6 separate regions of the Mus musculus genome follow, and regions 2, 3, 4, 5 and 6 are each linked to region 1. The links are chromatin contacts, called in public promoter capture Hi-C maps. All regions are on one chromosome and are shown on one strand. Each heading gives the region's core, a stretch centred on a gene start, on an enhancer-like site or on the middle of the called end of the contact. The rest is flanking DNA. Distances are from core to core; before and after follow the strand shown.

Region 1 (3,893 bases), core at 918-3,417:
CAAAACTCATCCCTGAACCCTCAAAGCCCCAAGGACAGGGGACATCTACTTACCAAGATAGCCTCCTTCATAACAGCCTGTATTGTGTTCTCTGAACTGCAAGTCCAATGTAACCCTCACCATTCCTCTGTTAATCTAAACTTCTTTCTGCTCTGGAGTGTGCACACAGGTTGCTGTGTTTGTCCTGACAGCTTTTCTGTTTGTCCTCAGCTTCACTGTGACTTTCTCTTCTCCTTGGAGGCTGTTCGCCACTGGCCCTCGTGGAAAAAGGGAGCAGAAGTGGGGGACCAGGGTTCAGAAAGCTAAGAATACCAATGCATTGACTTCTGGGATCAACTTCAGTGAGACAGTTCAACTTTATACGGGGCTGTATAGATCTTGGGGAGTGTGTGGGGACTTACAAGGTGGGTAAATGTTATTGGTGGGGGGGTAAGCCTGGGAATGCTTCATTTACATGAATTTCAAGAAGAACCTGCTGAGCAGGTTTCTCCTCAGAGATTTTGGAGGGTTACTGTGGATCCATCTCATATACAGTCACCAAACCCAGACACTACTGTGGATGCCAAGAAGTGCTTGTTGACAGGAGCCTGATATAACTGTCTCCTGAGAGGCACTGCCAGAGCCTGACAAATACAGAGGTGGGTGTTTGCAGCCAACCATTGGACTCATCATGGGGACCCCAATGGAGGAGTTAGAGAAAGGACTGAAGGAGCTGAAGGGGTTTGCAACCTGTAGGAAGAACAACAATATCAACCAACCAGACCCCCCAAAGCTCCCAGGGACTAAACCACCAATCAAAGAGTGCACATGGAGCGACCCATGGCTCCAGCTGCATATGCAGCAGAGGATAATTTTGTTGGGCATCAGTGGGAGACGAGGCCCTTGGTCCTGTGAAGGCTAGATGACTCAGTGTAGGGAAATGCTGTCAGTGTAGGTCAGTCTGTTGTAGTAGAAGCAGTGGGAGGGGTGATGGGATAGAGGGTTTCCAGAGGGGAAACATGGAAAGAGGATAACATTAAAAATGTAAATAAAATATCCAATTAAAAAAAAAGGGCTTTTGTGGGGAGTGAAGAGATAGCTCAGTGGTTAAGAGTACTGGCTGCTCTTGCAAAGGTCCTGGGTTTAGTTTTCAGAACCCACGTGGTGATTTAACAACCATCTCTGGTTCCAGAGGATCTGATGTCCACTTCTGACCTCTGCAGGCAATGCACACACATTGTGCTTAGGCATATATGTAGGAAAAATATCCATACACGTTACATAAAATCCAAAAACTAAAGTTGTTTTGTGTGTGTGTGTGTGTGAAACAAAAAGGACACAAAACACTTTCAAGCAAAACTGGCCATGGTAGCACGTGCTTTTAATGTCAGCACGTGGGAGACAGTGGTAGGCAGGTCTCTCTGTGAGTTCAAGGTAGCTTTAGGTCAGGCAGGGCTTCATAATGAGACCTTGTCTCAAAAAAAATTAAAAGAAATATTCAAAGAATAATTAAAATGGATGAGTAATAGTGTTACAACAAAAATTTTTTTCAAAATTAGAAAACAGAATGACCAGAAATACTGTATATTTTTTCCCTTCTGTATGGTGTCTGTGTGTACGTGTGTGTACGTGTGTGTACGTGTGTGTGTGTGTGTGTGTGTGTGTTTACAGGCCCACTTATGGAAGCCAGAAGCAGGTGTTGGGTGCCACCTCTTTCTGACTTGATCTCTTGAAGCAACATCCTTCACTGAACCCATTTTTTTTCCCCTGTAGGTTGGCAGTCATTAAACCCCAGTGATCATATTTCCATTTTGTCGTCCTTTAAGATTTAGAAATCTTGGACCACATAGCCAACTAACTGATAGCACCACACCAAAGGGAAACATCAAATATTGTGGATCCCCAAATTATCTTTTTAAAATTTCCTCCTTAAATATTGTGTCTATTTTACAAAACAAACCTAGAAACATAGCTGAGTAAGTAATTCTCCAATTAGGTTGCCCCGGCCACTCCAGAACCTGAATGGAGGAAGGTGTATGCGGTGGCAAACAAAACAAAACAACAAAATGAAGCAACAAAACAAAACAAAAACTAAAACAACTCAAGGCCACTACCATGGGAAGAACAAACCAAACCACACCCCCCCGTGCACGGCAGCGGCAGCGCTGCTTTACGGCACTCGCCCCGCCCCTTTGCTCTTCGGGGCGTGAGAAGCCGGCAAACATGGCGGCCCCCTGCTTCCTCACTCTGCGGGTGGCTACCCTGGCCGCCTTGGCGCTCTTGTCTCTCGGCAGCTCTGCCGCTGGACACATCGAGGTAGGCATCGGTGTCTGTTGAGGACCGACCCCAGGGAGGACCGTGTGACTGTGAGCGCCTCAGGTGCAGGACGCACGGCCCCTGAGGGCAGCCGCCTGCAGCGTCTTCCCTCCCCGGGCTGTGTTGTGGGATTCAGGACCGTCCGTCCTGAGGACAGGGACCGGACACAGCCTTTTAGAACGCCCTGTTAAGAGTGCGAAGCCAGCGGTGACGAGGGAGGAGGACCCGGTCCTCTGCTCCTGTGACAGGCAGGGCACGCGTGGGGACTGTCATGGCTTTGGTGTTTTGCTCCTCCGCCCTGACCTCCTCCTCCCTGAGGCTGCAGGACGTCTGGTTTCTTTACGATGCTGTTACCAGCGATTTCCCCAGCGACGCGACTTGGATTTCTAGCATTATTTTTTAGACCTGCTTGCCCGGGCGTCAGCACACACTGTAAAAACACCTCGTCCAAGTTTATCACCGAGGCTGCCCTAGTCTCCTAACTCAGCAGGGGCAGTTCTGGTTTAGTCTGTTCTCTGAGCTGAGGACGGAGTAACTTTTCAAATGCTGACCTGATCATGTCACTCAGGACCCCTTCTTGAAATCTCTTACACCTTCTTTAAATGTCTAGCTTTGTTAAGCTTTCAGTTTCACAAACCACTGGGACCCTTTTGCCATTGGCCCAATTTTTTTTTTTTTGGTCTGGAATTGTCTTTTCATCTTTTGGGTATTCGCCCAAAATGTCACTTCTGTAGGGAAACCTTCCCTTACAAAGTCATGTTCCCCTGTTACAATTACAGACCACATTTGGTGTCTTTATATATTGTGTGGTGAGTTCTTTGCTAACGTGTGTCTATTTAACTGGACAGTAATCTCTGATGAAGGCACGCACTGTGATCTGCTGTCATCCCCGACAGGATAGATGTCTAAGCATACAGTGAATCCGTAATTGTACATTGTAGTGCAGTGCATTTACATGTCCACCTGTATTAAACTCTGATGTGCTTGAGAGAAGATTGCATGCCTTTTGGTGATTTTCCTATCACCGTATTCCGTGGTGCTTGGCACGTAGAAGGTGCTCCGTTAACTAAATGTTGACTGATTAACGTTACATTGCTGCTACAGAGTTCTCAGTAAAGTTTCAATGGAGCAACAAGTTTGAGCCTAGAAAGGACGCTAGAGATTATTTAGGTCAAATCTCATTTTCTTTTGGAGAAATTCAAGCTTAAAGTGCAAACTGACTTGCCCCAGTGTCATGTACCGCTCAATTTTAGCTCAGGCCTTCCCATGCCTAAACCAGGGGTTATCCACAGTAGCACCCTGCTTGCTGCTTTGTTCAGTGTCTGGGCAGCTGTTAGAATGGTTTTGGGGGCTGAGGGTGGTTGTAGCAGTGGGTCTATTCTCACACTTGCCTGGAACTTTTTGTCTCTGAAACTTTCCTGCTAGCCACACAGCTGAAATCTCCATTTGTTAGGCAATCACTTTGTTGCATTCTCTGCTCCTACATTGTGAGTCTGCTACCAGCTCTGTAGATGATGAAGGGTGGGGGGTGGGGGAGTGGGGGTGGGTGGGTGTAGGTAAGCCAAGATGCTCTAAGGTATGCTCAAGTCAGCGAGTGG
Region 2 (3,893 bases), core at 421-2,920, 1.9 Mb after region 1:
CCTATGTTTTCTCCACCCTGATTTTTTTTTTCACTTTCCTTCTTTTCTAATAAAGCAGAGTAAAAATAAATAGCCACCAAGTATAAGATACATAAGCTAGACAAGGTTCAGAAAGCATCCTATGACAACTCAGAATGGACAGCCACTCTTAAGTGGGCACTGTGCTTGTCTGCACCTCTTTCTGTGTCTGGCATAACAGTGGAGCTTGGAGAGTCGTGTCTCAGCTATGTAGATATAGGGGAAGCATTATAGGACAGCTACTCCAGAAGCTGAGGCAGGAGGACCACAGGTTCCAGGAGTTCTTGGTCTATTAAATGTGTTCAAGATCAGTCTATGCAGCTTTGAAAGATCCTGTTTTAGAAGGTTTAAAAAAAAAAAAAAACAAAAGGTAGGGAGGAGGCTGGAAGTTTCACTCAGTGGTAGAGTGTTTGCTGAGCATGATCGAGACCCTAAGTTCGGTTCTCAGTACTCTGCCACTCCTAAATGAAGAACAGGAACAAGACAAAGACAAGTAACTAAAGAAAATAGTTCAATCTTGGCAGTTGGTTAAAATGAGGAAAGGATTGCAGGTTACAGAACAATATAAATTTGGATTTTCTAAAGTAAATTCTGCTTAAAAATGAAAATATATAAAATATATATCATATTCTATTATGATTATATTTTGTATAATCATAATTATAATATGTTTTCATTATAGATATTTTACACATAGTATATACATATATATTTATACATTTATAAATATATTATACATATATGTGTATGCATCCCTCATATGCATATACATATGAATGTGTTGTGAAACATGGCTTGGAGAAGAGACAACAGTGTTTTGGAGACTCGTCTGAATAAACCCAGGCAGGGCAGTTGTAGAAGAGGTGTGGGCAGCTAGCTTGTGAGCAAGAGTGTCCATGAACAGAACGGGAGTGGTGGAAGCAATATAAACATGAACAGACCTCGATAATCTGGGACTTCAGTACGTGAAGAACCAAGCGGAACCTAGCGACTTTTAACCAGCAATATGGGGCCAGGCACGATGAGAAATGTTGGAAATAAATTACCCTATTTCACGTGTTGTCTAGTTATCCTGTGTTGTGGGACAGGAAGAGGATGAGAGCGTGCAGCCAGGGGCTTTGACCATGTATCTACAGTACTGTTTCATTTAGAGCTAAAATGCCCAGGGCTGTAATAATGACACCGGCCACCAGGGGGCAGCGACCCCTTAACCTTCGGGCGCCCATCTCATAGCGACAGTGATTGGGTTAGCGCGGCTCGAGGGCGAGCGTGACCGAAGGGACTTGGAGACTCGAGCTCCTCCAGCGCTCTGTAAATCCAATCCCCAGCCTTCGCCACTTAAGCTAGCTCCACCATCACCCGGAGGACGCATTAGCATTGCACAGCCTCCCCCGGCCCGGGCCTCACCCCGTCCAGAAGGAGGATGCGCCCTGCGCAGGAGCTGGTGGTGAAAAACTCTTCCCGCGAGTTCAGGAGCTCCACCACCTCCACCGCGTCCTCGTCCACACTGCCCTTGCGGCTAAGGTCCGCCTTGCTCAGACTCTGCGCCTTCCACCGGCCGAACTCCGCGCTACGGTCCATGAGCGAGCGAGCGAGCTGGGGTCGGCTTTCTGCTCTGGAATGCGCCTTCTTCTCCATGGGCGCAGCCATATTGCCGCCACGGTGGCCGGAGAGGACCAAAGTTCCCCATTGGCGCAACCAGGAGCAAGACGTGCGCCGCCAGACCGTACAGGCGTAAACCGAGAGGGGGAGCCTAGCGAAGTTAGGGAAAGCCAGCCCACCTCTTTCCCCACAGACCTTCTGGAGCTTAGGAGGTTTTGTTTCCTACTCTAGAGGAGGGTAAGTCACCCAGGACCGCAAGCAAGGTCCTACTCTTGTCTGCCGGGAGGCTTTTTTTTTTTTTTTTTTCTTTCTTTCAAGTTCTAGGCTCCAGGAGATCTATCTGCACTGGAGAACTGCACAGCAGGCGGCCGGTGGTTCCGACTGGGGTAGCTGCCTACTGATGCCTGGGGATTTCTGCCGCCACCCAGGCACTCGCGCCCCAACTCCGGGTTCACAACTTCCCAGGTGCAGGTAGAGGAGGTCTGTGTTCTGTCCTCCGGTGTGTATGCAGTGGGCGTTGTTATTCCTATTTTTAGACATAGTGGCACCCACCTACAGTAGTCTTCAAAAGAAAGAAGAGAGACCTAGAGAGAGTCAGAGACAGAGGGACACAGAGAGGGACAGAGTTAGAAAAACCTAATACATTGTTAACTACATCTTGCGCATTTACAGTTCCCAGAGTTCCTGCCTCAGTCTTGTGACCAGAAAAGACCTGTTAATGATTGAAAGTGCAGAGGCCACTGTGTGGACTTCGTGTCCACCTCGAGCCCCTGAAGCCACCATAACTCCCCGCTGGCTCCTGCCCTAGGAAATGCAGCTTGTAGCAAGCAGCATTCTGTCACACTGAAGCGGGGCCTGCCCTGTCCATGAGATGCTGCAGGGGTACAGAGTGATCAGTGTGAAAGCAAGACCGTGACAACATCATATAGCCAGAAGACTTGGACTGGATACTTTAATTTTCATCATTTATTCGTGTTTCCAAGTTAATAGTAAGCCACAAGCTTCCATGAGCCATTCTGGAACAGTGGCAGTACATTTTATAACTATGAGGCCTCTTTTTTAGTCTTCATTTAAAACTCTCTCTAGAAATCAATTTTATTTTATTTTGCTCTTTTTTCCACACCGTGTGTATTCCTGGTGCACTCAAAGGACAGAAGAGGGTATTAGATCTCCTGGGACTGGAGTTAGAATAGGTTTCGAGCCTGAGTCACCAAGTTGGTGCTGGAAAGCCAAATGAAGCCCTCAGCAAGAGGATAACAAGTGTTCCTTGCCGCTAGCCCTAACCTTGGCCCTCTGCACTTCATTAGTAATATGTCTTTCCTCTTGAGTTTGAGAGTTGACTCACTAACTCTATGTTAAGATATACATACGTCTAACATATCCCCTACCCATTTAACTTTCATTTAAACCAATGAATGAGTTTCAATCAGTCTAGAGGAGGAATTTTTAACTGTGTATGTCCTAGAAATAAAAAGTAAAATAAAAATAAAACAAGGTACTATAAACAGTTTTCACAACATATATATGATAGATAGAAAAGCCCATTTAAACCATAGCATAGTTAACAAACCAAAGAAACTAGGCATGATGGTGCATATACTAGGAAAGCTGAGGCAGGGGAGTTATCCAGAGCTCCAGACCAACCTGGACTACAGTGTGAGATGCTCCAAAGTGGCAGAAAGCTCCTCCTTGTCCAGTGTGAGACCATGAGTAACAATAAAGCTTACATTGTTGCAGCCAATCCCCACAGGTAGCCTAGACTAGACAACCTATACCATCAGGGTAGATTAGCTTTCCCTGTAGAACCATGTCTTTTATGTTTCTACTGTATTTCCCAATTTGTAGGCATTTGAAGAATACCCAAGTAGACGCCTTTATTAGATAATATATGCCCCAGCCTATAGCTTGGTGACATTTCATACCCAATTGCTCATACATTCCAGAATTCATTTCAGAGGCATGAAGGACAATCGATGCCAACATTTCCAAAAGTGAAGTTGGAAGATTCTAAGTTAAGGAAATAAAATCAGCCAACATTTAAGGCACTGAACTTGGGTTCTAGCCCTGCTGTGACCTCTGTGACCTGCCAGGGTTTCTGAACCTCTTCTAACAAAGGCAAAGGTCGTCTCCTTCATAAAAGGAAGGCTGGCTTTTTAGTTCTGCATAGCATCTTTTCCCTTTGGTCTTTTGTAAAGATAATAAAATGAATGGAGATTTAAAAACTATGCTTTTTTAGGAAAAGCTCACTATTATGAAGGCTTAAGTTCATAACT
Region 3 (3,893 bases), core at 951-3,450, 1.2 Mb after region 1:
CATCAGTGTTGAGAAGCCAACTCAGGCCCTCCGCAAGAGCAGTAAATATTAAATGAGAAAAAAATGTAAATTGCTCAGTCATTCTCATTCTCTCTCTCTCTCCCTCCCTTCCACCCTCCCTCCTTCCGTGTGTGTGTGTGTGTGTGTGTGTGTGTGTTCAAGTGCAGTTTTTGGTGGTGCTGTTTGTTTTGTTTTTGAGACAGGTCTCAATACGTAGCTGTGGCTGATTTGGAAATTTACTTTGTACACAAGGCTGGCCTTGAACTCCCAGAGAGCTCCCTAACTCTACCTTCATAAATGCAGGGTTAAAGGCTTGACCCACCACACCAGGCCCTAATAATTTGGTTTGTGTTCCTGTTAGGACAAGTTCTTTTGAAGTAGTTTAGGATAGCCCCCAAGCCCACCGTGGAATCCAGGCTAGCCTTGGGATCTCAATTCTTCTGCCTCTACTTCCGAGATTAAATGAAGACCACCACTCTACAAAACTGGTCAGCTGCATTTTATACAACTTAAGTGGCGGGCCCATTACTGGGCTCCTTATATACTGACATTAGTCATTCAATTAGAGTAGCTTAATGCACGCACGAGCCTGCTCATTGCTTGTGCAGAGAGGATGTGCAGGTCTGTGTGTGTCTGTGTGTGTGAACACACCTGTCTGTGTATGTGAGTGTGCACGTGTCTGTGTGTAGACAGCTTAGAAACAATAAAAAAAAGAACAGGGTTAAAAACTTAGCATTACAACATAGAGTTTAAGTTTTGCAAACACCCGTCTGGGAACAGTTCCAAACACACAATTTGTATTTACACCTGAAAATCAGGCTCACTAATCCTAGGAGATAACTGGAGATTATTAAAATAAGACAGCCAGGCTTGAAGGCAGAGGTGAAGCTGTGAGCGCCGCACCACCCTGGACTACAAAATGAGACCCAATATAAAGAACGACGACACTCTGAAACTCTAAAGTCAGAAGAGAATTGCGTTTATTATTCCTGGCTCTCTGCCAAAACCAAGGAATTCCAATATGGGAACACTACTAACTTTAGTCTTCAAGCCCGCAACTACAGCATAACTAAGTAACGAATTACTTAGAAATTTGACTCTTGGTTTTATCCCGGTGTGAAAAATAGGATAAAGGAATGCATTTTCTGTTTTGTTATGGTGTTAGACTTTCCCTCTCTTGTCCTTGGAGGCACCAAGAAACCTGTAGTTCTGTTGTCAGAATAAAAAATAACTTTAAAACCCTTCAATTTCTGCTTTCAGAACCTGTTGAGTTGTATAGTAATGGTGTTGTAAATTCTAAAACTACAGCTTTCGGTGCCAGAGGCAACTTCAGTCCAGTTTTAGGTGGTATAAATGGAGGTTTGTACGAACACATCGCTAATATAACAAACTAGTGGTTAAAACAGCTTAGGAGACAAAACTCTGCAGGGTACAACATTTAGAAAGCAAGCTTCATGAAAATTCTTCGGTAGGCTTGTCTCCCTTTTGTTTTTTGGAAGGGTGCCTGTACATCACAAAACCACAGGCGTCCTAACCCTGTTGGTGCGAGCGGAGCGGCCCACTTCCCTTTCCTTCGTGTTGTGCCTGTGTTCTGTGCACACCCAGGATCAACCTGTTTGGATCCTAACACTTGTTCACGCCCGTGGCTACAGAACCACACACTGATGCCTTCCTGGGGTGGGACTACAGTCAAAGTTTTTTGGAAGTGATCGCCTCTGCCACAGCAGGGTTCTGACACCGGGTTCCCTTCAAGAAGCGTGGGTGACTGGAGAGAAGTGGCTGAGCCCATTGACCCAGAATGAAGCAGGTCCGCAGGGCCACGCCTGCAGGGGTCAGAGCCCGGAGATCAGTGAGGGAGGGCGGCAGGCAGCGCGGGGGGACGCCCGCAGGCTCCCGCTTTCCCCCAGGCCGCGTAGGGCCGACCCTCCCGATACCACCCGGTCACCCGCTCACCCTGCAGCCTCTGCGGAACGCCGCTGCCATGATGGCTCCTCGATCTGCTGCCTCCGACCACCTCCGTGCAGCAAGCAAAACGGACGGGGGTCCCGCCCCCAGGAGGCGTGGCTTGGAGGGAGGAGAGGGGCGGGCCTTAGACTCTAGGGGTGCGGAGGCGTGCGGGTCAAAGTCTGCAGACCTCGGGGGCGTGGCCTAGGGAGTCCCTTTACACACAGATGAGGTCTGAGCTCTCAGACTGACTTCGGCTGAGAGACAGAGGGATGACGGGTCCAAGCAGAAGACCTTGGGCGTGGTCTTTGCAGGCTCAAGGGGTGTGGCCTGGGAGGCGGGGCTAGATGAGGGAGGGTCTCGGGTCCGGACCTGGGCCAGAAGAGGGAGTGGCCTGAAGGCCCTCTGCGCATGCGTCCTGCTCCCGACCTTGCCCGAGCCTAAACTTCTGTGCTTGGCCCGGAGAAGAAGACTGTGTGCCCAGTGTCACCGGAGCCCGAAGGTCACGTTCTTTCCAGAGGGCTGCCCGGGAGAGCTGGACCCGAATCTAGGCCAGAGGGCGCAGCCAGACGTTTCTAGCAGTCAGCTGTGACCTTTACTTGGAGAGTCAGATTCTTTATGGCTCCGGTATTCACTGGAACAACAAATTCTGGGCTAGATCGATAGGTAGTCTGTACTCCTTAAAATTTAAATAGGAAATTAGCTGCATGTGTAGCCAGGGCGACTAAGACATCTCAGTGCCAGGAGACTGAGAAGGAAGATCACTGCGAGTTTGAGGCCAGCGAGAGCCAAGTAGCAAAACCTAAACAAACCAAAGCACAATAGTGTTTATTTCATCTATTTTTCTGAACGTTTTCAAGGCTACTTATTATCCACTTATATAGATGTGGGAAGCATCCTTGGGAACCCAAGCTGAGCCTATCCAAAAGCTCCCCAGACAGTGAACATTGGGAGTGAAATTTTGCTCATGAGTTTGTAAACTTTGCTTAAATTCCCATTGTCTTCCAGTTAGACCTTGTGTCTGAGATGGTAGCTGTGGTGTTATAAAGATGAGAGATTATAAAACTTCTTAGTGTTGGGTACCTTAGTTGCCAAAGATTAAGCTGTCAATAGTCCTCTTGCTCTCTGCTTCAAGGAACTGGGAGACAGGAGCTTATTTTTGAGACTAATGAACAATGAAAAATTCTCATCTTCTCTCTGTCTTACCTGTAGCATTGTCAGGCACACCAAAGCCTAGAAAAGGTATGTGGATTCCATTGTGAGATAAATGCTCAGATCTATAAGATTAATCTTTCAACATCAACAATCTTTCCTGAAACATAGTTTCTAATGGTTGTAAGGGAACATTCCAGAAAAAGGTATCTTCCTTTGAATGGCCTGCTAGTCTGATGAGCTGTTTAAACCTCTGATTGTGGAATGTTCCAGGTCCACAAACAACATTATCTGTGCCATTTTTAGCCTCCTTGGCAGCCATTTATTGCCTTCCTTTATGTGTAAGCTAACAGCTTTGTGACCATTAGGTACATTCTTTAGAATATTCAGGCACACACCTACCTCCCACCAACCAGATGGCAAATGTTGTCAGATAGCATTGGAAGCCTATGGCTTTTTTTTTTTTTCTGTAACATTTCTACTAAAGTATTTGAAAAGTACTTTGATGTAAATATGACCTTCTTTGCTCTGTTTCCATTAAGCATCTTGATATTGCTACTTCATTGGAACAGAGACTTTGGGGTAGCCTGGAGAGATGCTTTGAGAGCGTGTCTCTCTGTCTCTGGTACAGTGTGTTTGCTTCACCTCACATTCACTCTCAAACAGGAATAACAAGGGTTAGCGATCTTACAATATTTGACTGACTGTATAGCATTAAGGAGTTGGACCCAAAGTTAAGAGAACAGATGCAAATGAAGGTAGCAGACTTTTATCCTTCTCAGCAATCTTTGAGCCCA
Region 4 (3,893 bases), core at 449-2,948, 1.1 Mb after region 1:
GTGAACAGCTAGATATATGATGGAAAAATTCCATTCCAACTATTTACTAACCATATAAAGTACATAGAAACAAACAAATGTATGGAGAAATGTATCAAGGTTGTTGATGAAGGAAATCATGGAAACTCTGGGCTGGAGAGAGAGTTCAACAGGCTCTCTAATCATGAGGACAGGAGTCCAGATCTGAGGCAGGAGGATCACTGGAGCGCAGGGAGAGAGTACGCCTGAAAGGAACAGGCTCAGACTGGTAGACAAGGCCATTTGCCTTCTTCTGGCCTCTGCATATATGCACACACAGATACATAAGAAAATACATCCCTTTCAAAAAGGAAGTCATAACTGGCTGATCTGAAAGGGAGACTTAAATAATTGAATGTCCATCTTAAGTTTCTAGATAGAAACACTCAACATTTAAACATCTTTCAAAAGATATTAGTTCATACATCAAGTATGGTTATAGATGAATATGAAGATTCATCATGATATAAAAGTAATGATAAAAGGAGCCACATAATTGTGGCAGAACAAAACATTGGAAAACTTTGCAGAATTAAACCCAACTAAATATGTTCCAATTAATCCAACCCATCGATTTCCCTGTCTCTCAAAAGTCAATGATGCACTAAGACTTTTAAGTGGTAATTTCAATAACCTCATGGGTTGTGTTTTTAATGTTGATTTGCATCTTATTTTTGTATGTAAGCATGGTATCTCTGTACATGTGTGCATAAGTATGTATGTGTTTATGTGTGTGTGTATGTGTATCTGTGTGTGTGTAAATGTGTGTGTGTGTGTGTAAATGTGTGTGTATGTGTGTGTGTGTTTATATGCAGATCTCACTGTGTGCATGTGCTCAGAGGGTAACTTGCAGAAATCCATTTTTTCCTAACATCTGGGTTCTGGGATCCCACGCAGGTTTCTCGGCTTGACATCACACTTTTACTCACTAAGCTGTCTCACTGGCCCTGGGAGCTGTTATCTATTGTGTAATATGCTTCATCTAAGATATAGAAATGGGGTATGTCAGCAAAGTGACAGAATAGGAAGCCCCAGGTCTTCATCCTTACCAATGCCTGGACCAACTCTGTTCTCTGAAATACAGAAACCAGGGTTCTCCATTTAAACTATATGTCCAGCCTAGATTTGAAGTTTTAAAGGGCTAAAAAATTTAATCTATATCCTTATATTATGTAAGTAATTGCATTTCTAATGTACTTAATATCAAACCATGTGTTTATTTTTTAAATGATATTCCAATTATATACTTTCTGCCAGGCTTGCAGAAAAAACATTCCAAAACCACATTTCGAGATTTTATTTACGAGGGTGTCACGTGTGGGGATGGCAGACTCCCTCCTACACGGGAACGAACCAGTGAGGCCTAAGAGAAGGCAGCACTCACGCAGATCTCACGAGCTGTACCTGACTAGGGTCACATGACTAATCAATATTAATATGTAGTGTGATGTACACAGGGTGCTTCTCACACCTGAGAGACACACGGCATAGACAGAGTGGAATCTTTGTAAAGTTTCCTCTTAGCTCTCCTGCATGCCATTGCTATCCTTTAGGTTTTTCATATGTCACCAACTTCACAACCGCCTCAGGTTTCTGACCCGGGCTGATGACGGCTCTGCAGGTATTGTGATGTCACCCTGCTGCCTTCCCTCTGGCTGATGAGGGGCACGCCTGCGTCTGGAGTAGAGCCTCCCACATTATCAAGGCCTGTGACTGAGGAATGGCAGCATGACTGCCCACCGTGCTCTTCCTACCCTTAAGAAGCAATGAATAACTCTTCTAAATTATGCCGGAAGACGTCTTTTCCAAGAAGCAATATATTCTGTAACCTTGTTGACAAGATAGTTAAGCGGCCCTCTCTGCAGTTTCTGGGCCAATGGGGATACCACTGCTATGAACCCAGGATTTACAGAACCCTGGCAAAAATCCTGAGGTATGTTGACTTGGACGGCTTTGACATACTCCTCACGGACTATATTGCTTTTGTGGAAAAGTCAGGACACCGTTTTGAACTCAACTTTAACCTTGAGTTTACTGAAATATGCGTGAATACCATTCTGTACTGGGTTTTCGCCAGGAAAGGTAATCCTGACTTCGTGGAACTGCTTCTCAAGAAGACGAAGGACTATGTCCAAGACAGAAGCTGCAGCCTGGCGCTGATATGGAGGTAATCTCATGCTTTGTCCAGAGAGAGGTGTGTCTGGGAGAGGGCAGGGCTGTCTGCTTAGCTCAGCTTGTGAGGTGGGAATGTGTCATTGGGTTTTACCTGTAGTGCGCACTATCAAGTCATGCTGGATCTGCTCAAGGAAAGCAATGTTAGCAAACGCATGGAAAATTCCTTAAAAAGCAACAGACCTTGCCTTACGCCATACTGCGGCCACTTCTTTTGGTCTCCTGAGAGTGTACACTTGCAGTGTGCGTACGGTTCACTCAGAACATTCCTATCACGAGTGGTGCTCAGTCAACACAGCTACGTTGTGTCAGGTCTTAATAAATTTTATTTCAATTCTTCCACAACTGAGTTCAGTGAAAACCATGGTCCTTACAGGCCAACTTTTTACAGCCCGAACTTGTCAATCTGTCTGACAATGTCACGAAACTAAAAGCTCCAGGTGACTGTCTTATAGCTCAAGAGTTTGATCCAATGCTAATCAGTTCTCGGCCCGATCAGAACAGATGTGCATTGGCTCCTTCATTCAGGAAAATGTTTATGCATCACAATCTCTGCAGTGGCAGGAGCAGGTGTCAGCGACACACAAGGCCCAGGTCAGAGACCAGGCAGGGTGGGTTCTGCTGGGAGCAGCCCTGCATCCTGGCTGCATCACTCTGCCGCTCAGAGCATGCAGGACTGTGTTCCTGAATGATCATCCCAGCACATGAATGGGTAGCTGGGGTCTAGAAATAGTAAATAACTCCCTCCCCCCATAGGACTTGTGGTGGATTGAATATCCTTGGCCCATGGTAAGTGGCACTATTAGGAGATGTGGCCTTATTGGAGGAAGTGTGTCACTGTGTAGGCAGGCTTTGAGGACTCTTAGTGCTCAAGTTCCACCCAGTGTGGAAGAGAGCCTCCTCCTAACTGCCTACACAAGGCAGTTCCCCTTCTGTTGCCTTCGGATCAAGATGTAGAATCTCTCAGCTCTTTCTACAGCACCATATCTGCTTGGATGCTACAGTGCTTCCTGCCATGATGATAATGGACTGAACGTATGAACCTGTAAGCCAGCCCCAACTAAATGTTGTCCTTTGTAAGAGTTGCCTTAGTCATGGTGTCTTTTTACAGAAATGAAACCCTAATTGAGACAGGACTTTTTGTCATTTTAAACATTGTTTTATGTACTTACAGCTTTGAGTAACTAGCTTAAAGCCCAGTGTCTTTGGTCAGGCAAGTGGACAAGAAAAGTGTAATAAGATAGAGGAAATGAAGAATTAAACTTGGACAAAGGAAAGGAAACATTTTAATGGAAAATGAGAGTGGAAGTGAATCTTGACTGACACATTCCTAAGTGTGTGGTGGTGGGATGAACTCAAGGCTTGTCGTGCCCATTCCTACTCCCATGCCCACAGTTTCACTAGGCAAGCATGCTACATCTGAGCTGCCTTGCTCACTCTCCACCATGTATAGGACAGTTTTTAAATTGGTAAATTCTCATGTGGATGCAGAATCATCCAAATCATTATCTCTAGCCCTAACTTCTGCAGCTGCTATCTGAACATGCCACATGGAACAAAACAGAATACCAACTGGACCCATCTATCTCCAAGCCTCTCTGGCTCTCTCCTCAGTAAGACCCTGACCCCATTGTTCAAGGCAGACATTTGGGATTCATTCTTGATTCCCGATTCTTGTCGCTCTTGCCATTACATCAATGAGT
Region 5 (3,893 bases), core at 696-3,195, 1.1 Mb after region 1:
ACCAGCATAAAAACAAAACAATATTCTCTCTGCCTACACAGGAGGGAATTTGATTTTCCATGCTCCCGCCAACAGCTAGCCAGTGTTCTGCCACGCTGAGGCCTCAGTCGAGCCCTGCAGGCCAGAGCTCAGCCCATCAGAACCTGCTTTGGTGGTCTTCTAGCACTTTGAAGTTAAAGGCCATTGGGTATGGGGTGTCAATGGTTTCTTATGATAATCTGCTATACTCATAGATCGGTGTCTAGCCCAATCGTCACCAGAGAGGCTTCATCCAGTAACTGATGGGAACAGACACAGAGACCCACAGCCAATCATTAGACCTAGCTCGGGGAACTCCATTGAAGAGGGGGAGGAAGGAAGCACAAGATCAGATCAGCAGGACTCATGGGGCTCTCAGAGACTGAAGCAGCTATCACAGAGCCCGCATAGGTCTGAGCTATGTCCTCTGCATGTACGTTATGTTTGCAGCTTGGTTTCCGTGGGACTCCTAGCAGTGCGAGGGGGAACATCTCTGACTCTTCTGCCTGGTCTTGGGACATTTTCCTCCTGCTGGGTTGCCTCGTCCAGCCTTGATCTGAGGGCTTGTGCCTTGTCTTCTTGAATCTTGTTATCCTGGGTTCAGTTGATATCCTTGGGCGGCCTGCTCTTTTAGAGGGGAAAAGGAGAAGTGGGTCTAGGGAAGAGGGGAAGTGTGTGTGTGTGTGTGTGTGTGTGTGTGTGTGTGTGTGTGTGTGTTTGTAGGTGGGGGGGTCCTGGGAGGATGGAAGGAGGGGAAATTGTGGTTGGGATGTAATGTATAAGAGAAGAATAAATAAAAAATAAACCTCAACAATCGTATTGCAAGAATATTAATATGAAAAACGGAAATGGAAGGCCATGGAATAATCATTATCATGACATCTTTTGCAGAAGCCAATCACTGATGCAGTTTTGATGTTGAACATCAGGGAAAGGGTTGTTAAATTGTCTGGAGAAGAGCTGGCTTTCCTGTGCTTGCAAAGTGGAAGGGAGTTCTCCTTCCCTCCCCTTCACTTCCCTTCCCCCTCCCCCTCCCCACCTTCACAACACTGTACTCCAGTGTCCCAGGTCAAGCGCCTGAGGTGAAGGTTATTCTGCGGCTGGCCACACTCACCCACAATGCTCCTTACCACAGTGACAGTGTCAAAATCATTTTCCTAGGGAAGCACAGCACTGGTGTTTGGGCTACACGCGGCTTTAGACACAGGGGAGTCTATGCTTTCCAGTGGGTGGTGCCTCCGCTCACACTATCTCTCCCTGGATGAGCAAAGCTGACCTGTGGGATCAGAATGGATGTGGGTACCTGACCCACAGAGCCAACCAAAGCCGTCTCCACCCTTTACTTCCAGGTCCCTTGATTCATATCATCATATGCATCCTGTTTTTGCTCCTTCATTGCTCTATGACTGAGTTATTCTAAAGATACAAGTTCTCCCGTCCTCTAAGCTGGCTTTGAGCTCATTATATATCTGAGGACAGTCTTGAACTTTTGATCCTCCTGTATCTGCCTCCTGAGTGCTGGTTTGCACAGCTACACCCATGTGTGTGGTGCTAGGGATGGAAGCTAGGAGCTCTGTGCAAAACAGGCAAGTACTCTATCAACTGGGACAAGCCCTATCCTCCACCCCCACCACACGCCCACTCCACCCCACCCCTGTCATATCTTTTCTCCCTTGTTTTGCTGTCTGAATTGTGGCGTTTCGTGCATAAGCCTGATAATACCTGCTCCAAGACGCAATGTGCTCACTCACAGCAATCTCCAGATCTTTCCACGGTGCTCAGTGTGGGTATGAAGCATGGCAGAGGAGCTCTGTAGTGATCTGATCATCCCAGCTTATGCCTGGTGACTAATGTCTATGTCCTTTGTGTAGAGCTGTAACACTCGAAGACTGTAAAGCTCAACCAACTCCATTTTTGAAGAAACTCCATTGTGTGCAAGACCAGGGGCTAAACTCCAGTTCCAGGAAGGAAACTACAAAGTCCACTTGAGCGAACATCTCATGTCACCACCCCCACCCCGTGACAATAGCCAGTCAGGCTGCAATAGCAAAGTCAAGATAACCTAAGATGTCCTGCAGAGAGTAGATAACCTAGCCATCCTGATTGTCAGTTGTTCCCCCCACCCCATGTTCAGTTCCTGCCGATTACATCAGAAATGCAGTTTTTAAAACACTAACGTGCTGGACGGTATGGAAATTCCCCAAGCTTGATGTAACCACAATAAATACCCTTCTCCCCTAAACCTGGGGCTCTCCCTTCTGACCCACTGCTGCAGGGACAGTGAGAGTCCCTGCTGGAGAGCTTGTGATAGCCCCTTACGTGTACATCAGAATTGGCTCCTCGGTGGCCTTTGGGTCCCTTTTGCTTTAGGTTTGCAGGTCTCAGACAGGTCTAAGGATCCCTACAGGTCATCCGGATTCTCTCAAAGAGTCTATGAGATCAGCATTTAAATAAAATGTTATTATTACCCAAGTGTGAGCTGAGCAAGGATGACACCTATGAACAAGCCAAAAGTGCACGAGGTCTCAAGCCTACGTGAGGAACTGTGGGCAACCGAGGGAAGCTATAAGAGAGAGTGGTCTTCCCTAGGGAAGAGACACCAATGGGTTGTCTCATGCCAGATGGTAGCTCTGAAAATATACATACAAGTATATTATATACATACACACATATATAAAATATACATACAAGTATGGACCAAACAGTCATCTTTAGGAATATATGTATAGAACATATATGTACATGTGTATACATACATATTTACATACAATAATAATTAGTGAAAAAAGAAGCCATGAATTTGGGAGGGGTATGTGGGAGAGTTTAGAGGGAAGAAAGGGGAGAGATGTTGTAATTATATTAATAATCTTAATAACTAAAAACCTATCAGTTATCAGCTGTGAAGATCACTGTCAGTACAGTGCCGGCTGTGCAAACATGGGAACCTGAGTTTTGAGATGGGCATGAAGGCATGTCTGGAACCTCAGCATGGGAGGTAGAGACGGGGACATCCCGGGAGCTCACTAGACAGCCAGTCTGGCCAAAGTGATGAGTTCGATGAGTTCTGGGTGGCGGGGGGGGGGCGGGGAGAGAGATGGGGAGAGAGAGAGAGAGAGAGAGAGAGAGAGAGAGAGAGAGAGAGAGGGAGGGAGGGAGGGAGGGAGGGAGAGAGAGAGAGAGAGAGAGAGAGAGAGAGAGAGAGAGAGAGAGAGACTGTCTTTAAAAATTAGGTGAAGAGTGACTGAGGAAGATGTTCAAATACATGCAGGTGCCTCACCCCTGACTGCAGCGTGTTCATACGTGAGCACATGCGCACACGTGCAAAGTGCAGCTGTCAGTCATTACTGGGAGAAAGAACACAACCTCATTACTGCAGATTTCCAATGTTTCTAGCTTTTCTAATAAGGAGCTTCATACATCATACCACATATACCTGGGGGACTTCTGAATAGCAATCATAGAGGAATGAGACTCTTTTGTTAAATATTTGTTCCAGATCCAAGTAAGTGTGTCATGGACTGAATACAGGAGGACCAAGTCCTTAAACTCCTCCACCCCTGACTGGGGAGACAGCTCTGTGGAAACCCACGAGTGACCATTTGAAAGTAAGGGGCTCTGCGTGCTGCAGGCCTGGGGGCGGGGTTCTGAGTGACAGCTTTGCAATCCAGAAAGGCCCAGGTGGCTTCCACACAGGTCTCTACTAATAAGAGTTAATAGGCCAAATTCCATGGGATGCAGCTACCTGCCTCTTTATAGCTGAAAAACTGTTAATTAAGTCAGAATAAAGGCCCTCTCAGGAACCACTGGGGGGCTTCAGAGAACTTCCCTGCAAAGGTTCCTATGACCCCAGATCACAGCAGTCACTTGAGAATGTG
Region 6 (3,893 bases), core at 584-3,083, 1.0 Mb after region 1:
TTACGAGGGAGCCAAAGTTATATCCTATGGAAAGACTGGGGGTTCAGAATGATGTAACTAACTCATCATTACTAAACATCAGGAAAGCAGTGGCTTTACACACCTGTATCCCTAAGTCCTTCTTGCCCCATCTCCGTAGCAACCTGACAGACTTTGTGTGACTATTTTGATCTTATGTTGAACAACTTAGTATTCAGAGTCGTGTAACTTGTCCAAGGCCACACAGGTGACCGGAGGCGGAGCCAGAATTCTGATGAATTTGCTTAATCTTTATTCATCTTGATTCATGGTTAGGGTTTGAAGGCAAGTAAGGAGGGGCTCCTCTGTGTGAGGGATGACAGGTGAGATCTATGTGTGCCCTTGGATCTGCACTAGAGATGCCTCGAGGGATCTGGGGATATAGCCCTGTGACCAGACAGGACCTTGGCATTTGTAAAAGTCCAATCAGCAGCACCACTCCAGAGCAAGCACACTCACACAGACAGAAGATGCATGACAGGGGAAAAACCAATAGAGGAAGACATGACCAACAACAGGACATGGCAGGCGCCTTGATTTCCTTTTAGCAAATGACACAAATAAATAGAGACGATGTGGTGACCTAGTTCCAGTTCCTGTGAGTTCAAGTTGCATTCTGTGATACCAATGGATTATTTCCTCCTAACTTTGCCACCCTTGGGGAAAAAAAAAGAAAAGAAAAGGCGTGGAAAGTGTTCCAAAACAAACGGCAAGCTCAGGAAAGTCACAATAAGGGTCTGCTGCCTCGCTTCATGAGAGGGAAGGATGACTGGTACAACTTCAACAGCAGCCCAAGACTATATTAAGTGCTACGACACACAAGACTGTTCTGTGTGGCCCTTGGTCACACAGCACCTTCTCGGGGCTGGAAACCGAACACCTTAGTTTTCTCTCCGGGATGGGAAACCTTCATGCTGCTCAAGTTTGGATCCACGGAGTCAGACTGGGCAACTGAATAAGGACAGCGAGGAAAAACCAGAACAGGCTAGGGAGTGAACTTTCTCGGTGAGTTGGAAACAAGTCTTCCCAGAAAAGGTCCTCACCAAGTAGGTCCACGCAAAGCCTTCAAGCCTGTGGCTAAGGAGTCACTAAGAACATGGAATGTACCAAGGCTTGAAAGAACTCAGCAAAATAGGGCTGGACTCTGGGTAGATACTGTCTGTTCACATGTGAGCCTAAGGAAGTCCAACATTCTACCTATGTCCATCTAATGAACTTTTCCAACTTAAGTCCCGGCACCTGGAGCTAGTTCCCCAGAAAACTCATCCCTACAGGGCTACCTGTAGACCTAGAAGTTTATGTGTTCCCGGGAGCAAAGGCTGCGGGCTCTCTGCACCCTCTCCTCCTCCTCTCAAACGCTGTGCCCCTCACCCATGCTGGGCCACTCCTTTTCAGCCCATGGCCCCCCACAGGCCGCGGGCTGCCCTGACCCAAGTCTCGGAGCACCCTCTGCTCCGCCTGCTATACCCATCATTCGGCACGCCGCCGCGCGCTCCCTGCCCAGCTCCTTCCAGACAGGAGCCAGCCGGCAGCAGTGCAGGCAAGGAGTCTGTGCCCAACGCACATTACATAGTCTCCCACCCAGATGCCTTGGCCAAAGGAACAAAAAGGAAGCCGACGCCAGGAAGAGACGGGCGGGCTGAGGATGCGGCGGGACCGCGGCGGGCTCCACGCCTCGGCGCACCCAGCAGGCGGAGCTCGCATGCGGCCCACCGCCGAGCTGTTACCTTGAGGATGCAGGCCATGGCGCTATGGATCGACCCTGTGGCTCGCTGCACCTCGGCCCCGCAGCTGGACCACTCCAGCCCACATTCCCGCAGAGCGAGCCGGGCCGCGGGAGCTGCGCGCTCAGGCCCCACCCCCGAGCCCCGCCACTGGCTGGCGCCACACGAGGCCCCGCCCCTAGTCACGTGCCCTCCGTGCAGCCCGCAACTGCTTGCTACTCCACCGCTGCTACTACTTCACCTTTTTTTCCAAACCCTTCTGCAGATGGAGGTATGTAAAGCCCGGCTTGCAGCAGACCCAGATCTGCTTAACCTGAGGACAGAAGGTGGCCCTTCCAGCTGCACTCGCCCATCAGAGAACCCACAGATGTGCCACTTTCCAAAAAGTTAGCTTTGTTTGGCACCATTCCGATGCAGGCATGGGGCCCATCACAGGATTCTTCGAAAGCAGCTGGAAGTGCCCAGGGCTAGCCCTTGGGCACTGCAGAATTCTGTGGTGTGCGTCTCTTGTTATGATTGATCGTCTGTCAACCTGAAAACACAAACAACTAGAGATGCTGAAAGATTGAACACTCTTGGTCTTCAAAAAAGAAGCCACAATCTTCACACAATGTGACATTGTGCACAGCATGTGTAGCATATGGGCACATAAACATATGCAGCTGTGACTGTTGTATTCTGTTGCAAGTTCGTAAAATGCTTATGTACACAATGTATAAAGATAATGTTCATGTGTGTACACCTATGTACAGAGTATGATGCACAGGACTTTGCTACTCACTACTACTATCTTGGAATTTAGAGAACTCAGTTAAAATTTCAACAACCAAGTTACATATTAGCTTTTCCTCTTAAGTCTGGACATCTAGGAAGGTCCTGACCTCCACCATGAACTGTCCTGTGTTAAAGAGCAGTGCAGATTTACCCAAGAGGTGACATGGGCAAACTGGAACCTGGTCCTCTCTGGGTCCTTAATGGACTCTGTGTGTCCCAAACCAGACCTGCTAAGAGAACAATCATTTCTACAAGAAGAGGTTATGCCCAGAGAGAGGAAAGGTCTGTAGATACACAAATTCCTGCTGTCTAGAAGTCACACAAGTCTTTAAATTACTCCCCAAAACATCTACCTTAAAGTCATCTCCCTCGCAGATTAGCTGGCCTGCACAGCATCAGGGAAAGCATGTGATCTGAGAGTGACCGAGGGTCATGAGATGGCTCCCACACCAACAGACAGGAATTGCTCAGGACATTCAACAGGAGAAATCACAGGGAAGATACTGAAAAGACTAGAGTCCTATTCAAACTGCCTGTTCCCAGGCAAGCTCTGTCTGTCTCCAGGGTGACTAAACTCTTCTCTGTTGCCACTTCCTCCCACCCCTCCCTCTGCCTTCAAGGCACATGTATTTTATAAGTATGGTTTGGTAAAGATCGCATACTTCAAACTGCAGCTTTAATAAATGGTCTTAGCAGGTGTACTGGCTAGTTTCATGTCAACTTGACACAAACTAGACTCGCTGGAGAGACGGGAGACTCAACTGAAAAGCAAATGACTCCAGAAGAAGTAGGCTGTAGGAAAACCTGTAGGGCATGTTCTTATTTAGTGATTTATGTGGAGGGCCAGCCCATTGTGGGTGGGACCACCCCGGGCTGGTGGTCCTGGGTTCTATAAGAAAGCAGACCTAGCAAGCCATGAGGAGCAAGCTAGTAAGCAACACCCCTTCAAGGCATCTGCATCAGCCCCTGCCCCCAGGTTCCTGTCCTCTCCTCAAGTTGCTTTCAGGCATGGTGTTCCATCATAGCAAGAGTAACCTTAAGTGGGACAGCAGGCCAGGAAAACTCAGCACACTTGTTTATTTCTTTGCAGCAGGACACTCATGTCACCAGGTGAACAACTTCTACCAAGTGGCCCCGAAGGTTGTCCCCAAGCTTGGGTTGTCAGGCTTGGGACAAGTGTCTTTGCACACTTGTTATCTCCTAGACCCCACATTCATTCATTCATTCATCCATTCATTCATTCATTCATTCATTCATTCATGTCAGTTTTTATTAATCTGATTAGCTGAAGGGAAAAATCTTTAAGTTTCTATAGGACCTGTCAGCAATAAGAGATTGGTTTCTGTGATCTGTGATCTCAGGACAAGATCCTAAATC

Evidence for each region. Promoter capture Hi-C pulls out the DNA fragments that hold promoters and counts their contacts.
Region 2: a contact with region 1 is called in a promoter capture Hi-C map of pre-B cells, with 2.6 times the contacts expected there. The contact joins the promoter of Tyw3 here to the promoter of Pigk in region 1. A contact is called at or near these places in 5 of 39 promoter capture datasets (the C10 cell line, the HPC-7 cell line, embryonic stem cells and 2 more), 1 of 484 Hi-C or Micro-C datasets (CD4 T cells) and 2 of 9 other capture datasets (adipose tissue and liver).
Region 3: a promoter capture Hi-C map of pre-B cells shows a contact between it and region 1. The contact joins the promoter of Acadm here to the promoter of Pigk in region 1. A contact is called at or near these places in 12 of 39 promoter capture datasets (the C10 cell line, the HPC-7 cell line, HPC-7-derived erythroid cells and 7 more), 2 of 484 Hi-C or Micro-C datasets (B cells and regulatory T cells), 1 of 115 datasets of contacts at active chromatin or transcription factors (pro-B cells) and 3 of 9 other capture datasets (adipose tissue, embryonic stem cells and liver).
Region 4: a contact with region 1 is called in a promoter capture Hi-C map of hippocampal neurons, with 5 times the contacts expected there. The contact joins the promoter of Asb17 here to the promoter of Pigk in region 1. A contact is called at or near these places in 4 of 39 promoter capture datasets (hematopoietic stem and progenitor cells, hippocampal neurons, liver and 1 more), 1 of 484 Hi-C or Micro-C datasets (bone marrow-derived macrophages) and 1 of 115 datasets of contacts at active chromatin or transcription factors (embryonic stem cells).
Region 5: a contact with region 1 is called in a promoter capture Hi-C map of hippocampal neurons, with 5 times the contacts expected there. The contact joins the promoter of 5730460C07Rik here to the promoter of Pigk in region 1. A contact is called at or near these places in 9 of 39 promoter capture datasets (cranial neural crest, embryonic stem cells, hippocampal neurons and 4 more) and 1 of 9 other capture datasets (embryonic stem cells).
Region 6: a promoter capture Hi-C map of pre-B cells shows a contact between it and region 1, with 4 times the contacts expected there. The contact joins the promoter of St6galnac3 here to the promoter of Pigk in region 1. A contact is called at or near these places in 2 of 39 promoter capture datasets (hippocampal neurons and pre-B cells), 2 of 115 datasets of contacts at active chromatin or transcription factors (astrocytes and stem cell-derived neural progenitor cells) and 2 of 9 other capture datasets (embryonic stem cells and liver).

The regions. Positions count from the first base shown.
Region 1 is chr3:152,711,933-152,715,825 of GRCm38.p6, forward strand. It overlaps Pigk (phosphatidylinositol glycan anchor biosynthesis, class K), which reads left to right and starts at 2,168. Exons shown (of 11, transcript NM_025662.5): 1 at 2,168-2,295. The coding sequence starts at 2,203.
Region 2 is chr3:154,595,428-154,599,320 of GRCm38.p6, forward strand. Tyw3 (tRNA-yW synthesizing protein 3 homolog (S. cerevisiae)) reads right to left here and starts at 1,671. Exons shown (of 6, transcript NM_172474.5): 1 at 1,426-1,671. The coding sequence starts at 1,599. It overlaps Cryz (crystallin, zeta), which reads left to right and starts at 1,284. Exons shown (of 9, transcript NM_009968.4): 1 at 1,284-1,857.
Region 3 is chr3:153,942,443-153,946,335 of GRCm38.p6, forward strand. It overlaps Acadm (acyl-Coenzyme A dehydrogenase, medium chain), which reads right to left and starts at 2,201. Exons shown (of 12, transcript NM_007382.5): 1 at 1,954-2,201. The coding sequence starts at 1,983.
Region 4 is chr3:153,842,549-153,846,441 of GRCm38.p6, forward strand. Asb17 (ankyrin repeat and SOCS box-containing 17) reads left to right here and starts at 1,699. Exons shown (of 3, transcript NM_025758.4): 1 at 1,699-2,185. The coding sequence starts at 1,785.
Region 5 is chr3:153,790,142-153,794,034 of GRCm38.p6, forward strand. It overlaps 5730460C07Rik (RIKEN cDNA 5730460C07 gene), which reads right to left and starts at 1,946. Exons shown (of 3, transcript NR_045801.1): 1 at 1,741-1,946; 2 at 1,149-1,294; 3 at 1-645.
Region 6 is chr3:153,723,300-153,727,192 of GRCm38.p6, forward strand. It overlaps St6galnac3 (ST6 (alpha-N-acetyl-neuraminyl-2,3-beta-galactosyl-1,3)-N-acetylgalactosaminide alpha-2,6-sialyltransferase 3), which reads right to left and starts at 1,834. Exons shown (of 5, transcript NM_011372.2): 1 at 1,746-1,834. The coding sequence starts at 1,763.